2 separate regions of the Mus musculus genome follow, and region 1 is linked to region 2. Evidence: chromatin contacts called from public promoter capture Hi-C data. All regions are on one chromosome and are shown on one strand. The core of a region is the stretch at or near the end of the contact, and the rest is flanking DNA. Distances in the headings are between cores, read along the strand shown. Region 1 holds the start of Ift80 (intraflagellar transport 80). Region 2 holds the start of Lekr1 (leucine, glutamate and lysine rich 1).

Region 1 (7,299 bases), core at 662-3,161, 3.3 Mb after region 2:
AGCACCACCATTGTGCAGAAAAGGGCGTCAGGTCCCCTGGACTGGAGTTACAGGCAGGTATAAACTCTCAGTATAGGTGCTGGGGACCAAATCCAGGTCTGCGAGAGCAGCAGTGGTCCTCACTGCTGAGCCGTCTCTCCAGCCTTCCTGCTTCCTACTTATAGCTTTCTAGTAAGTTCTGCTCTGACTAGCATATACACCTTCCCATATGGTCTATTCTACCTTTTTCTTACATTTACTTTACATGTATGAGTGTCTTCTCTGCATGATGTGGTTCACATGCATGTCTCTCTCCAGGCCAGAAGAGGGCACCGAATCCCTGGAACTGGAGTTACAGACGGTTCTGAGAGCCATGTTGGTGCTAGGAACAGAACCTGGGTCCTCTGCAAGAGCAGTAAGTGCTTCTAACACCACACATCTCCCCTGGCCCAGTCTACTTCTTTCATAGCAGGTATCTCTTCCGCTCAGCTTTGTTGTATTTTAGAACCTCTGAAAATACAAAATACTCCAGAAGCCCCTAAAAAGAATCCCTTTATCCTCTTGGTACTCCTACTAGTCCTCCATACCCCCCCCAAAAAATATTCATTGAGCTTCATGGTGACATTTATTTTATGAAGACAATTTATTTTCAACTAGAAATATAAAGGTACATTATTATATTAGCAAACGTTTATTCAAACCACACCAATCTCCAAACTCCTCCAGACTCCCACACTTGTAGTCCTCTCCAGCACTTCCTGAGAATCACTGAATCTAAGTGTTAGGCATCTCAAAGCCATAATATATTTTAGAACAATGTAAATTCATTCATTAAAGGTTGGTGGGCTGGAGAGATGGCTCAGTAGTGGTTAAGAGCACTGACTGCTCTTCTCTGAAGGTCCTGAGTTCAAATCCCAGCAACCACATGGTAGCTCACAACCATCTGTAATGAGATCTGACACCCTTTTCTGGTGCACCTGAAGACAGCTATAGTATACTTAGATTATAATAATAAATAAATCTTTTTTTTTAAAAAAAAAAGGTTTATTGGTGCTCTAAAATGCCAAACCCTAAATAGGTTGAGGAAAAAAAAAGAGAAAGGCTAACAGCTCTCAATTTAAAAGTTGCTGTATAAATACTTACTGGGGGCAGCGAAATTAATCAGCGGTTCTTTAACATTGGGGAGGATGAGTGATACAGACCGTTTTTCAAAATTATAGGGTCACTAAACATTCAGGAAAACAATGCCAAAACACACAAAACTTGGTATACAATTTTCGGAGAGTCAGAAACTCTGTCCCAACCATCATTATCCTCAAACTCAGGTTAAAAGCCCATTAAGGAAACTAAACCGCTCGGGATTAGGAATTGCCGCATCCATTTAACAACCCTTGCTATTCCTTTCACTGTGTAACAAAGACAAATGCTACTTATGAACTAATTCCCCCATAACGGTAACTAGTTATCACCAGCGAATCCTTTCTCCCACTAGGAGCCCTGCTGGCCAAATGGTTATTTAAACTCAACACCTTTCAGTAGTGTCACTTACACAAAATAGTTCAAAAATCATTGTTATTCATAAATGGACTACAAGGTTAACTCAATAATCCCGGTTTCCTCGCTTTACCTGTAAACTCCACATCCCAAGATCAACACCCTGGTGGCTGGAAGAAGATGGAAAATAACTGATGCTCCCGCAAAGCTCATCCCATCTAACCAAGAGAAGCTAGGTCTTAATGACCGCTACCGCTTCCAAGCCCTTTCTTCAAAGGCTCTGGAGATGAAGAAATTTACCTCAAGTTCCAGGAAAGCGGTGGCGACTGCTCTCAGAGCTCGAACTAGTTACCAAATAGCCTCCCGACCTTTCCGTCACCATAGTGATTTCTAAGCGCTGCGAGCGTTTCCCCCTGCCATGTTCCCGCGATACTTGCTAGGTGCCAGTCACCCGAGCGGGCTCTTGACCCCGCCCCTAACCGAGCCCGCCCTCTCCCTGGAAGGTGTTATTGGGCAACTTGGACCCGCCTACAATTGTAGGCGGGACCCTGCTTGTTTTGTTTTGTTTTTTTTCCTTCTTTTTCAAATTCCTCCAGTTTTTCAAATGCTGTCGTTCTAGAAGTGCGAAACTCTCATTTCTGTTAAAGTCCACAGAAAGGACGTAGCCCTGCTTGCTCTCCCTTCCCAGTCGTAACTTGGCCCTCGGCGCCACGGTCCCTGGGGTAGAGCCCGCGCATGCGCCCGAACGGCCCGAAGATGGCGGTGGGACTCGCCGCACTTTTTTTCAAATTCGCGGGTCCCAGAAACCCTTGCGCGCGTTTGTAACGAATTTCCGTTCGAGTTTGGATTTTAGGCGCCATTTTCGAGTGAAGGACCCGGAGCCGAGACACCGGGAGGAGCGAGGCGGGGGGTCGGCCGTGCCACCATTTCAGCCCGGCTCGGAGTGGACCCGCCGACAGGTGAAGTCCTTCTCTTCTAGATCAGGTTGTCACACTTTCTCCTCCCTGCCCCGCGGGCGCCCGCAACCCCAAGGCCTGGAGCTGGAGCGGCGGAGGCGGCTCGGCGAGCTCCCGTGCCTGTCACCCCTCCCCCTCGGCGGCCGGGCGGCGGCTCCGGCGCCTCTTCCTGGGGGAGGCAGCGAGCCTGGCTCGGCCAGAGCGTCCCCTCCCCCAGGCCGATCCGTCCTGTCTCCTAAGGGGACTGCAGCCCCACTCAGAGCCTCTCCTGGGCACTTGGCATGGCTTACACTGTCGTCCATCGGGACTCCGCCCCGGACCCGGGAGGGTTAGACCCCCTACTATCCCGGAAAGTGACCCAACCCAAGCAGACGCTGCCAGAGTCCAGTTCAGCAGTGTGTGGCGGGTGACTCCGGCTTCGGCCATCCTCTCCGCTGGGGCGATGAGGAAAAGAGACCTGGACTTCTCCGAGGGCCGTCCGGGCGTCAGGACCTAAATGGCGGGGAGAAGGGAGGGGGTTGACAAGTCGCCCGGGCAGGCAGGCGCTGCTGCTCTGGAGAGTAGCCACGCAGCCCCGAAGCTGGACGAACTTGTCTCTCTCTCTCTCTCCCACTCTGTACCTCTCTCCCTCCCTCCCCGATTCCGAGCACATTCACTCCCCAGCCCCGACGGGAGGAGACTTGTCAGCAGACGTCCTTCTCTTATGAGATGGTTCCACAGGGGCGGGGGTGGCCTGAGCGAATTCCTCCGTCCTGGGCGCGATGGCAGGCGCGGCTATGTTTCCCCACGTAGCTGGGGCGTGGGAAAACCCGTCCCGCCCGGTTGCCACTGCTGGGTTCCTAGTAGCCACTTTCCTAGGGACCCGCTACTGGCTAGCGGCGTTGGGGAACGCGGTGGCGGGGTGGGTCCTGGGCGGAGCCCGTCCTGCTGCTGCGGGGCCTGAGCGGCGAGCTGCGGGCCGACCTGACTCGGGACTCTTCTGCCGCAGCCACCATGCGGCGTAAGGGCACCAAGCCCTCCACTGCCTGCCACCAGGAGGAAGGGCCGCCGCCCTCCCAGGACGGTGCCCACAGCGACGAAGAGATGGAGCAACCGGCCGGCGAAGCGGAGAGCGCTGCACCCGCAAGTGAGTGACAGGTCGGGATCCCCGTGCGTCGGAAGCCTGTGGAGACCCTCTGAGGGTGGCGGGGCGCAGGCGACGACAGGTTGATTTGGGAAGCTCCGGAAAGCCGTTCTTTGGTTTTCAGAGGAATTCCATGCAGTTTGCTCTAACGGTTCTGGAAGATATGAGAGTGAGCGGAAAACTTGCGTTGTGAGTTTCTGTGTTTTAGAGTAGTACTGACCTCTTTCTCATATTTCCGCTGAAAGCGGCATGGGTGCTGAGCGCCTCTGCGCCCTTAGACTGGAGTGAATGTGATGTGGAGTTGCGTGACTCGCCCTTTACTGTTGGATTGTCTTTTGGGGCGCAATACTAATTTTTACTTTATAAAGTGTGTCAGTGTTGGGTGACGCGGGCATATGTACATGAGTGCAGGTGCCCCTGGAGGGCATGAACCTCGAGCATCCCATTGTGGGTGCTGAAAACCAAACTTGGGTTCTACACAAGAAAAAAATTGCTGGGCCCCCTAGATTGCCTTTAAAGAGAAGGTATAATTGAGAGCGTAGAGCAGGCGGAGGGTAGAAATTAAGAGCTACTGTGAAATTCCTGTCACCATGTTACTGAAGTTTGTGAGTTTCTTAAGCTGAGCCATGTGGAGAGTTGGATTTTCGATTGTTAGGGTTGCATCTCCTGCATCAGGGAATCCGTTTGTTGCAAGGTTTTCTTTATGGTATATTGAGTATTTTGACTCCTCTAAGTACAATGTGTATACCACACATTTTGTGACTGGTCTGATTGCTTTCACGAATTTTATTTTACATAAAACTAATCTGAAGGATTATCCATCCCCATGAGTTTAGGATATGTTTGTATGGAAGATAAATTCCTAGGTTTCTTTAAGTAACATCCCTCCATTGTGTTCTTTAAATACTAGCAGATGATAGACGTTCAACTAATTACACTAATGTAGGCTTTCCCCTCTTTGCCTCTCCCTTAACCTAGAGCCTCCAGGTGAGGAGCTGGATAACAGAAGTTTAGAGGAGATTTTGAATAGTATCCCTCCACCCCCACCTCCAGCCATGGCCAGTGAAGCTGGAGCTCCTCGTCTCATGATAACTCATATTGTAAACCAAAACTTCAAGTCCTATGCTGGAGAGAAAGTTCTGGGACCTTTCCATAAGGTACTGCCTGCTCAGATAACGTGGAATACATCTTTAATTACAAGATATTTCAGTGTTCTAACGGTCCTGACTCTTTACACACATATGCTCATAGACGCACAGACAGTATGTTGCCTGTGACTTCAACAACAGGAATGAGTTTTTCTTTATCTGATGTCTTTGGTATATCTTTAGCAATATTTGCATATTGAATGGAATCTGTTTTTGTTAGAAGGGAATGTTTTCCCCGTTGACTGTGCTAATGAGTTTTGTAAAATGTCGGGATTAGAATTTGAAGGTGGTTTTTATTTAAATGGTGAAGCTTGTGCTATTGAAGAACATGATGTAAGAAAACTCAGATTGTGTTTTCCTTCAGTTCCCTGGCCCACTCCATTCCTAGGGTGCTTTCCTTTTCTTAATAAACTGCTTTTATTTCTAAAGAGAAAGAAAGAAAAAGTGTTTATCTTCTAATGAAAACTTTTAATGATACCTTTGATTTTTATTACAAATTAAATTATGGAGTAGTTTAAAATTAGTATTAAGTGTGACTATTTAAATTTTTAAAAATTTACTTTTATGCAGCGCTTTTCCTGTATTATTGGACCAAATGGCAGTGGAAAATCCAATGTTATTGATTCCATGCTTTTTGTGTTTGGCTATCGAGCACAAAAAATAAGGTCTAAAAAGCTATCGGTACTGATACATAATTCTGATGAACACAAGGATATTCAGAGTTGTACTGTAGAAGTTCATTTTCAAAAGATAATTGATAAGGTAAGATTTTCTACTTGCACCTTCAAGCAAGAAAAGGAAACATGCCACATTTTGTTATTGTAGATCTGAATTGTTCTTTATTTTACTTTGTGTATAATTAGAGCAATAAGAAATGGATTTTGCTTCTGTGAACATATTTACTTCAGCTTTTTGGAAGAATACAGTGATGTAGGGGCCCTAAGTGCTAATTCAGCATTCACTCACTATAAATATGGGCTTCATTTGAAAAGTTGTACATTTTTTTGCTTTAGGATAAACATTTTAATTTTTAAAATGCAATAATTGACTCTAAAATGTAATAATTAGTAGCTATGTGAGAGAGAGAGAGAGAGAGATGAAATTTTCTAAGGTTTGAACTACCGTGATGAAGTATGTTTTGAAATGGTAGGGGACAGGCATCTGTTTAATAGCTTAGAAAAATTCATGGTTCAAAAAGCAACGGAAAAGAACCTTAAAAAATAAGTGCCCATAGTAAAGTAACAGATAATTGGATGCTGGTGGGGATGTTTTACATATAAAGAAATTTAACTACACAGAAGCATCTATCAGAATTTTGCTTCTGAATTCATTCTGTTGCACATTTGAGTTAGAGAATTAGATTGCCAATAAGTCATGATAGTCTAGTACCTGTTGTTTAATTAATCCAAAATTAAATATGACACGGAGCCTTTTAAGAATAAATGAACTTTAATGCTAAGATGGACTTATAACTTGATTTCCTTTATTATGTATATGATTGCAAATTTTTATGATGGTTTACTTCTAATTAATGATAGGAAATGCTGTTTAGGAAAGGGAATCCTGTCTCCCTACACACACAAACACACACACACACACACACAATCATACACAATCTTTACTCGCAGACCCTACCACTACCAGAAAAGTATTTCCCCTAAATATTTTCCTTAAATTGTTTCTTCTTGAAGCTTTTTAACAGTCACCAAGGTTATCTGAGTGGAGTGGGTTGTTGTAGATATGCTGAGGTCTTGTTCGCCTTCCTTGGCTCTCATTCAGATATATTTTGAATAGGCTGAAATTTGTGTTTGCTTGGTTTAAACTTTTAGAGATTTTTGAGAAATAAACCAAACAACTTGGAGAAGTATCTAGTCCTTTGTAAAGCAATTTATTTTTTATCTCACTTTAAAATGGTTGTCAGCCTATGGCCATACATAATTCAGGGGAAATAAAACAAGCAATAGGTGAAAAGGATTAAAATTCGTTATATACATCTGAATCTGTTAAAGAATACAAGAAAAATATTTAATCTGTTGAATTAGTATCAGTATAAAGTAAATGAAATCTGGATTAAACCTGTGATTTAATACCAACAGTTTTCGGGTTCTGTTTTTCCTAAAAACAGGAAGGAGATGATTACGAAGTCCTTCCTAACAGCAACTTCTATGTATCCAGAACCGCCTACAGAGATAGCACTTCTGTCTACCACATAAGTGGGAAGAAGAAGACGTTTAAAGATGTTGGAAATCTCCTTAGAAGCCATGGCATTGACTTAGACCATAATCGATTTTTAATCTTGCAGGTACGTTTAAAAATTCTTCCAAGGTTCTTGGTTTTTGATTTTTGGCTTGTACTAAAGCTTGAAAGAGTGTTCTTCTGTTTGCTGAGTCCTGTCTTTTGGAACCTTAAAGTACTGTAGCAGCACATCATGGTTTACATACTACAGTCAAGATGCGAATCATTATTTGCTGCTCTAGAAATTTAAGGAAATTCATTCAAGATTATATGGTACCATCACAGTTGTATTATGTTTGGATATCTGACATGCTTGTTCCACTCTAGCAGCACGTAAATATTGGCGTAGTGAAATAAATATTAA
Region 2 (7,887 bases), core at 1,618-4,117:
GTGTTTCCACGTGCACTCACCCTGGATCCAGTGCACCCCTGTGTTTACATGATGGGCCATGCCCTTGGCCACTTCTATCATTTGGGTGAAAGTAAACAGTACGTAGCACCTGACAGCGTTAGGTTTGGAAGGGTTCTCAAGCAAACGGAGCATTGTGCATGAAGTGCCTGGCAAACAGAGAGAACCCAATACATGCTGGCGTTTTAAAAATTCTGCACTTGCACTGGACGAAACCCAGAAATAGCAATGAAAGCAGCTGTTGTTTCCAACCTGGGAGGCCCCGTCGGAACCGTTTTATTCAAACTTACAAGAGGACAGAGTTGTATTGTATTGTGACTTGCAGGATGAAAATACTGTTGGACTTCAGTGTAATTTTATCATGCTACCTTTGTACCAGCTAGCATTGACTTTAAAATCAGCCATCTTGGGTGGACTTCCTGCTGGTTTTTAGCAGATTTATAAACAAAGTACCTATTTTTCCTATACTGCTTTTCATAGGTGCATGGGAAAGGTAGGGAGGTTTCATGACACAAGTGTCCCCAAATGACTGTCCCATGTGATAAGTATTTTTGGGAAATCCCTATGACAACAAACACATGGGAGTTCTTATAAACTGTAAGACACCTACAGGACACGTGGAAAACTGAGTCTCATTCATATCCAGACACTCTATAAACTAGGAGGGCACCCCCTGGGGGGTTACTGACCCTCAAAGAGAATAACAATGAAGGGTCACAAAGAAATTAAAAGGAATTTAATTTTTAATTTTCTTTTTAAAACGGTGGCTTGTCTTTAAAAGTCATGGTAAAAAGTGAAATAGCTGCCGAGCGTGGTGGCACATGCCTTTAATCCCAGCACTCGGGAGGCAGAGGCAGGAGGATTTCTGAGTTAGAGGCCAGCCTGGTCTACAAAGTGAGTTACAGGACAGCCAGGGCTACACAGAGAAACCCTGTCTCGAAAACAAAAACAAAAACAAAAACAACCCTTTTTCTTCAGTACTCAAAAGTTGACCTGTGCTAATCTGCTAACCTTTTTTGAAAGTGTATGTATACACACACACACACACACACACACACACACTCACTCACACGTTTCATTTTAGAGGATTTAAAGATTTGCTTTTATATTGCTTTTATATTAATTACAGCATATAACTCTCTCCACTCTCCTTCAAATTCATGGCCTCTCTTTTCTCTATTCTTCTCTCATACATCCTGACTGCAACCTCCCCTCCCTCCATCCTTCCTAGCCCCTTTCTAGCCCCTGGCCTCAACCTCCCCTCTCCCCCAGACTTACTGCCCCTCTATTTCTCTTCAGGAAGGAGCAGGCCTCCCAGTGATATCCACCAAACAGGGCATAACGAGATGCAATTAGATTAGGCACAAACTGTCTTTCTTTTACCCAATTGTTCTTGGATTCAAACATGCATTTGCATATACACATATATTTCCAAATACAACCTGTAGAGGCCACATACTGTTTCTTGTATGCATGTTTTCAAGGGCTGACCATTTGGCATAGGCCAATTGGAAATACACTTCTTATTTCTGTTCTTTCCGGAAGCTATCCTTTCTTTTTAAATTCTTACTGGGTCTACCACTACCTAAACTGGACTTTATATAATAATGAAAACTTTCTGTAGGAGTGCCACATGTGGCACTCCTACAGAAAGTTAGGCTTGTGGCTAATTAGCAATGGGATTTAGGATTGAGAGGGCATTTACAGTGGTAAGGAAAATGGACTCAAGGTGATGTGTAACGAAGAGGCATAGATGAAAGTGAATTATAGCATTTCCATGGGATTTCATCCCATTTTCAGAGGATTGCCTTCCTTTTTAGATACAAGTGCTCGGTAATTATTGTCCAAACTGTAGTTATGTGCCCTATAACAATACTTTTGGTATAAAATTCCTAATATCTAGTGATGTTAGTTACCGAGACATTTTGTGTAGTGTTCGTGGTGATGCTGTCAGAAGCCCTCTGTTTCTAGCCCTCTTGTATATATTCAATGATATACAGTACATAATACTAGTTACTCAATAGTAAGTAACTGTTGTTAGTTTCTGCATAATCTATATCTTTCATGACTTAGGGGAGTATTCACTATTTTCATGCGGTTATTTTCATACTAGTGATCAACCAGCAGCTCCAATAGATCTGGCACTATTTCAAATCACCTGTTCACCTTCCTCTCTCCAATGCCTTTTCTTTCTATTCATGCAAACTATTCTTTAACAGCAATTATTGTTCTTTTCTGCTAGGAAACCGTGTTTTCTTTAGTTACTGGAGGATCAGAACTTTGGACCTCAGATGCTCCTGGAAAAGGAGCAGACTACGAAGACACTAATCATACCAGTGGCCTGTGTTAGTCACCAAGCATCATCTCATCCTGCTTGCTTGTTGCGTAGTAGGTCATCAGTATTTGTTTTATGAATAAAGTATGAATAAAGGGAAGTCGTCAGTGTGTAAAAACAAGAGGCCTTCCATTACTTGAGTGTGCAGTAGCACGTCTCAGTAATACTTCATGAACTAAACCCGTCATCTTGACTTCTTTGGACCAGAATGAAATTCTAAGCAAGCCTTCCCCAGTCAATTCCACTTAAAAGCTTCTTTTCCTTCCGTTCGACAACAATGATTGCCCCTGCAGATGAGGCACATGGCCACCCACTTCCCGCCTCTTCATCAGCCTCGGCTGCCCGTCGTCCCCGCGGGTTCCAGAGCCCCATCCCCGTCCGTCACAGAACCGCGCGTAAATCCGCCCTCTCCTTCGACCCCCGCCACCCGCTCCAGCTTCCGCCTAGCTCGCTTTTGGGACAAATGATGCAAAAGAAGCTCCGCTTCCGCGTCGGCGGGGGCTGTGACGTCACCGCGCCTTGACGTCAGGCCAACGTGCAGCGCGGTCGCCCGGGAGACCAGGGAAGCCGTTTTACACCCTGCGGAGTCCCGGGCTAGGTGAGGGTCATGGCCTTCCTCAGTCCTCAGAGGACCCGGTCGGCGGGGACACAGTTCCGGCGCAGAGACTGGCGGCGCGGGACTGCGGGGCGGCGGGGGTCGGGAGGAGGAAGGCGGGAAGGTGGGGCGGCCTCTCGGCGCCCCAGGCGAGGCCTGGGCCAGCGCAGTCCGGTCGGGCGGTTAGTTTCCTGCAGTGACCTCCTGCTCTCTTGCCCCCGACCTGCCCTTCGGTGAATCACGCCCCCGGAATGGTACTTGAGGAAGGGCCTGGAAGCAGAACCTGAGTTAATGACCGGGCGTGACACCGGTGTAAGAATCGGAAATGAACCACCAAGGGCATTTCTGCGTTTAAGAACACGCACGTCTATCTCGTGACCAGTGTCACAGAGAAGGTTCTCAAACGCACGTAGCAGCGGCCACGTACCTCTGTACTTTTGCCAAGGACAGTTTCCACATATATAATGGGAAAGACCAAAAGGAACTTGTTTGGTTAAAATACTGAATGGGTAACTTAAAAATCACGTTTTCTTCTGCTAAAGAGCAAACAGCCCTACACTTCTTGAAAAGCGGAATTATATGTGGATTCTACTATTCTTTTCACGAGTAGTCACATCTTTATAAAGACCCAATGGACTTTTCTAATCGGCTTACAAGCTGTTTCTTAAAATATAGGCAATAACAAAAATAAACGTTAAAGAAAGTAGTACCCTTCTAGTCACCTTGGGAATTTTAGGTGCCCACCTCTTAGTTGTAATCATCAGCATGCATTGCTTAGCAGAAAAGCACCTAGTTATTACAGTCTGCACTCACAGTTTACATGGGTTTACAATAAAGTGTCTTTATATGAGGACAAGTTACACATGTTCTTGGGACGAATCCAATGAATGTATCTTGCCTGTAATCTTGTTACTATGTCTTGTGCGATGTGCATTGACATCAGTTTCTCCTCCACTTCGTTTTAGAGGTCTTTCAAATTTACCAGGGTGCTATTTTTAAATTTTTCTTTCATAGCCAGAAGCCTGCCACTTCTGGTGACATAGTAATATGTTAAGAGTAGTCACAGCGAAGGCATTAAATAATAAACATCCCACTGGTACCTTGAATTTATACGTTATTTAGGTCCATGCTTGCTAATACTTTTGTGGATGGCACTTTAAGAGGAGATATAGTTGGCTGTATAAGGGAAAAATATTCCTGTGGAGCCCAAGATACTATCATTTCCATTCACCAATGATGGCTTAACTGAAGATAATGCCTTCTGGTTTCTTGCCATGTGACTATGACAGTATATGATTATGTACTTGGTCACTTGGACCCATGTCCACATAATTACCATTACTCCCGTGGTTGGCCTCAGTTAATATTACCAAGCACACACGTGGGAAGACAGCTCACTAGTTTTGTTTGTTTTAAATAGTAGCTTATTGAAATGAGGGATATTTTGGGCTAACACAGGGTTGAGGAATCTCTCCTCCACTGATGGTTGCATAGTTTACAAAAATAACACCAGCATTATTTTTTCCTTCACTCTCTTGCCCCTAATTTAACTCAATCTTAGGAAGCCTTTGCTGATTTCCCATCCCCCACCCAAAAGATAGGTCATTATCCTCTCTTGACTCTCACATTGCCTGTGTTCTGCAGACACGGGCCTTAGACCATCTTTTCTGCTGTGGAATCTGTGTTTCTTTCACTTGAATCTGTTCCACTCAACCATTCTGGCCTTGACATCTTCTACCTCTCTCTCTCTCTCTCTCTGACATTTGGTTAGTACAAATCCATGTGTGTATTCATGTTCATAGGCACACCTGTGTATGCATGTTTTTGTATGTGTGGAGGCTGGAGTTTGATGCCCAGTGTCTTCATCACTCTCTACCTTACAGGACCTCTCACCTGAGTTCTGAACTGGTCAGCCAGCTCAGTGAGCCCAGTCGCCCAGCTTGCTTCTAGGATCCCTGTCTCTGCCCGCCAAAGCTGCTATTTCTACATTTATGGGTACTGGCATTACAGTGCGTGGGCTTTAATCAGTAAGCCGTTCTTAGTTCCCTTTACTCTTTCCGTGGACAGAGAGGCAGACTCTTCATCAAGAGTGGATTGGGTATTCTTTGTCCAATTTGGAAAAACTCTGAAGAAAGAAAATAATGTCTCTGTTGTCTGTGGTTTCATGAAAGTAATAAAAAAAAGTTTTATATTGAATTGTTGGTATTAGCAAATGAAAATCTGTTAAAAGTAAAATCTAGATAAATTTATGTGGATCTCCATCTCTGTTACAGTTGCTATGTTGTCTCTGATGCTTTGGTGGCTCTTCGGCTCAGCGCCTGGATTTCATAACTTAGTAACTCTATTTTTTGTACTCTATAATTTAAGCAAGCCTCGATGGCACAAGCATTTTTTTTTTCTTATCCTGCTGAGCTATAATACGATATTATTTGGTCTTGATATCTATAATTTTTCAGAACAACACTGAAATAAGTCTACTTAAAATCCTACAGTTACTCTGCTGCAAAACAAATAATTAGTAAAGCACTGTTATTATTTTACTATTAGTTTATACACTTCTGAAAGAAAAGGTATATAAGTCAATAATTGAAATATCTTTCTGTGTGAGTGGCTTAAAAACTAGCTGAGGAAACTTAAATTGTAGCTTCTACTGTGGAGTTGGAGAAACAAGCACCTTTGAAGTGTTTCTTGCCAGTTCGTCCTCAGATACTAAGAAAGTTTAAGTCATTTGAATTTCCTTGTCATTAAATGAATTCTGACTATGGCCATCAATGTTTTCAGGCTGTTTTTCTGCAGTGCTCTCTCAGTACGTTTGGGGAACTATGGATCGTCACATTCCCATGCATGCCTTACCTGAAGAAATCCAAAAGGTATGATGTGGCATTATAAGAGCGTAACATTAGGAGAGTCTCAGCGGTTAGATCATTGTAAAATACTGGAGAGTGAACTTAGAGAACTACAGCAGAACCAGGGATGAGTCTGCGGTGGGAGGAGTAGCCACGCTGGAACGTTGACTGCACAGAACGTGTAACAAGACAGATGCAGAATCTCACTTCTGGCTTTAGAGTCCCAGTGGAAGCAGATTCTAGACTTGTTTATAGCCTTTTGTGATTTCTTTTCATGATGCATTTTCACGTACATTAATTCTCATCAACCACTGTGTGCCAGGTGCTGCTTAATTGTGTTTTGTTTTAGATAGGATCTAATTGTATAGCATTGGCTGGCTTAGAACTCATGCATAGACCTGCAGGCCTGGAATTCACAGAGATCTGCCTCCCTTTGCCTCCTGAGAGCTGGGATTAGAGGTGAGCACCACCATACCTGGTTTAGATACGATTGTAATCAGTTACCAATCCGTGTTGTCCTTTGTTCTATCCAGATGGAGATTGTGGCTGGGCAAGGAGATACTTTTCCAGGATTCCTTAGTATTTTGAGTGTTGGCAGCAGGCAGGTGGGAACAAAAGCAGGTAGCACTCTGCAATATTCAGCTCTCAGGAAGGCCTCAAGTAGCAGGAGCCTTAGCTTTAGAAGTGTTTGAACTCCTGTACAGGCTTAGAGGTCCAAGACCCTTAGCTTTACAAGTATTTCAGCTCTTGTGTGGACCTAGGGAGTTAGGATTCCTAAGCCCTTGGTGGTAACCAGTTTTAAAACCCCTAGACCTGGGGACTGTTTTGAGGACCCCTGGCTCTAAAGACACTCTACTTTCTGAAACTCTTTGTGACCAAGGCCTGCAGTTCCTCTTGCTGGTCCCTCACAAGCTCCAGTTCTTCAGCTTCCTGCCTTTTCTGTGTTTCCACGGTTCCTCTCATTTTCACCTTGACCACCTTCTTGGATTATCCAGTTGCTCTTGTTGCTGTGGCCTCTGGTTGAGTTACCGCTGCCATTTGGCAGGCCGTATGACCAGACTTTTGCTGCTGCCCTGGGCACATGCACAGTTCAGTGGCTGCACATCTTTGACAGCTGCCACTCTGCAGCTCTGCAGCTTGGCCTGTTGGCTGCCCGGCTCTCTGCAGCTTGGCCTGTTGGCTGCCCGGCTCTCTGCAGCTTGGCCTGCTGGCTGCCCGGCTCTGCTCTTGCCGCAGTTGTCAGCTGGCTGGCTGCTCTACTACTTCTGTGGCTCAGTGTGCTCACCTCCCAGCCATGTCTGTGGCTCACTGTGCTGGCTGCTCAGCCGTGACTGCTGCAGCCGGTGAGCCACCATCTCCACTGTGGTTACCAGCTTAGCCTGTGTTATCAAATGTGGGCAAGAAGTCACACAGGGAAGAAACCTTCTCCTGAGCACAGTGTTACAAAATGAGGGAGGAAACACAGGAGGGTGTTTCCTATCCAGCTCTCCTAGTGAGCACACAGCCAGTTATGTATCCAGAGAAAAGGTGTTTACAGGAACCACAGCCAGCCTCGCATGCATCAAAAAGACAATGCCTGCTTTGTGCCTGTCCTTAACAGTCACATTACTAGCTAGGACACCATGGAAAATGCTCCCCTACTCTGGTCTAGGTAGAAATAGTTGCAGGGTCATCTGGAGTTTGCGTAGGCCCATAATAGTAGAAACTTTGATACAAATGGTTTCAAACAGTGCTGGCTGTGGCTGCATATTCAGGGGCCAGAGCAGGCAGTGTGATGACTGTGTCATTTGTTCAGGGCCTGTCAGAAGTGTTCAGCATGGCACAGGCTGGCCTAGCTGGCTATCTGACCAAAAGCTTCTTTGTGATAACTCCAGCCTGTGTCAAGTTGACATACAAAACCAGCCAGTACAGTGTGTGTGTGTGTGTGCGTGCGTGCGTGCGTGCGTGCGTGCGTGCGTGCGAGGGTTTGGACCACAGCATTTGAGGGACTGGTGGGAGTTGGTTCTCTTCTTCTACCATGTGGGTCCTAGAGCTCAAACTTAGGTTGTCAGGCTTGGCAATGAGTATCTCTATTTGCTGAATTATCGTACCAG

The links. Promoter capture Hi-C pulls out the DNA fragments that hold promoters and counts their contacts.
Region 1: a contact with region 2 is called in a promoter capture Hi-C map of pre-B cells. The contact joins the promoter of Ift80 here to the promoter of Lekr1 in region 2.

The regions. Positions count from the first base shown.
Region 1 is chr3:69,002,659-69,009,957 of GRCm38.p6, forward strand. It overlaps Ift80 (intraflagellar transport 80), which reads right to left and starts at 1,912. Exons shown (of 20, transcript NM_026641.2): 1 at 1,774-1,912. It overlaps Smc4 (structural maintenance of chromosomes 4), which reads left to right and starts at 2,080. Exons shown (of 24, transcript NM_133786.4): 1 at 2,080-2,432; 2 at 3,418-3,555; 3 at 4,531-4,709; 4 at 5,271-5,462; 5 at 6,826-7,002. The coding sequence starts at 3,423. Mir15b (microRNA 15b) reads left to right here and starts at 7,114; the gene lies at 7,114-7,177. It overlaps Mir16-2 (microRNA 16-2), which reads left to right and starts at 7,244; the gene lies at 7,244-7,299.
Region 2 is chr3:65,663,361-65,671,247 of GRCm38.p6, forward strand. Lekr1 (leucine, glutamate and lysine rich 1) reads left to right here and starts at 2,868. Exons shown (of 13, transcript NM_001166659.1): 1 at 2,868-2,951; 2 at 5,730-5,818. The coding sequence starts at 5,771.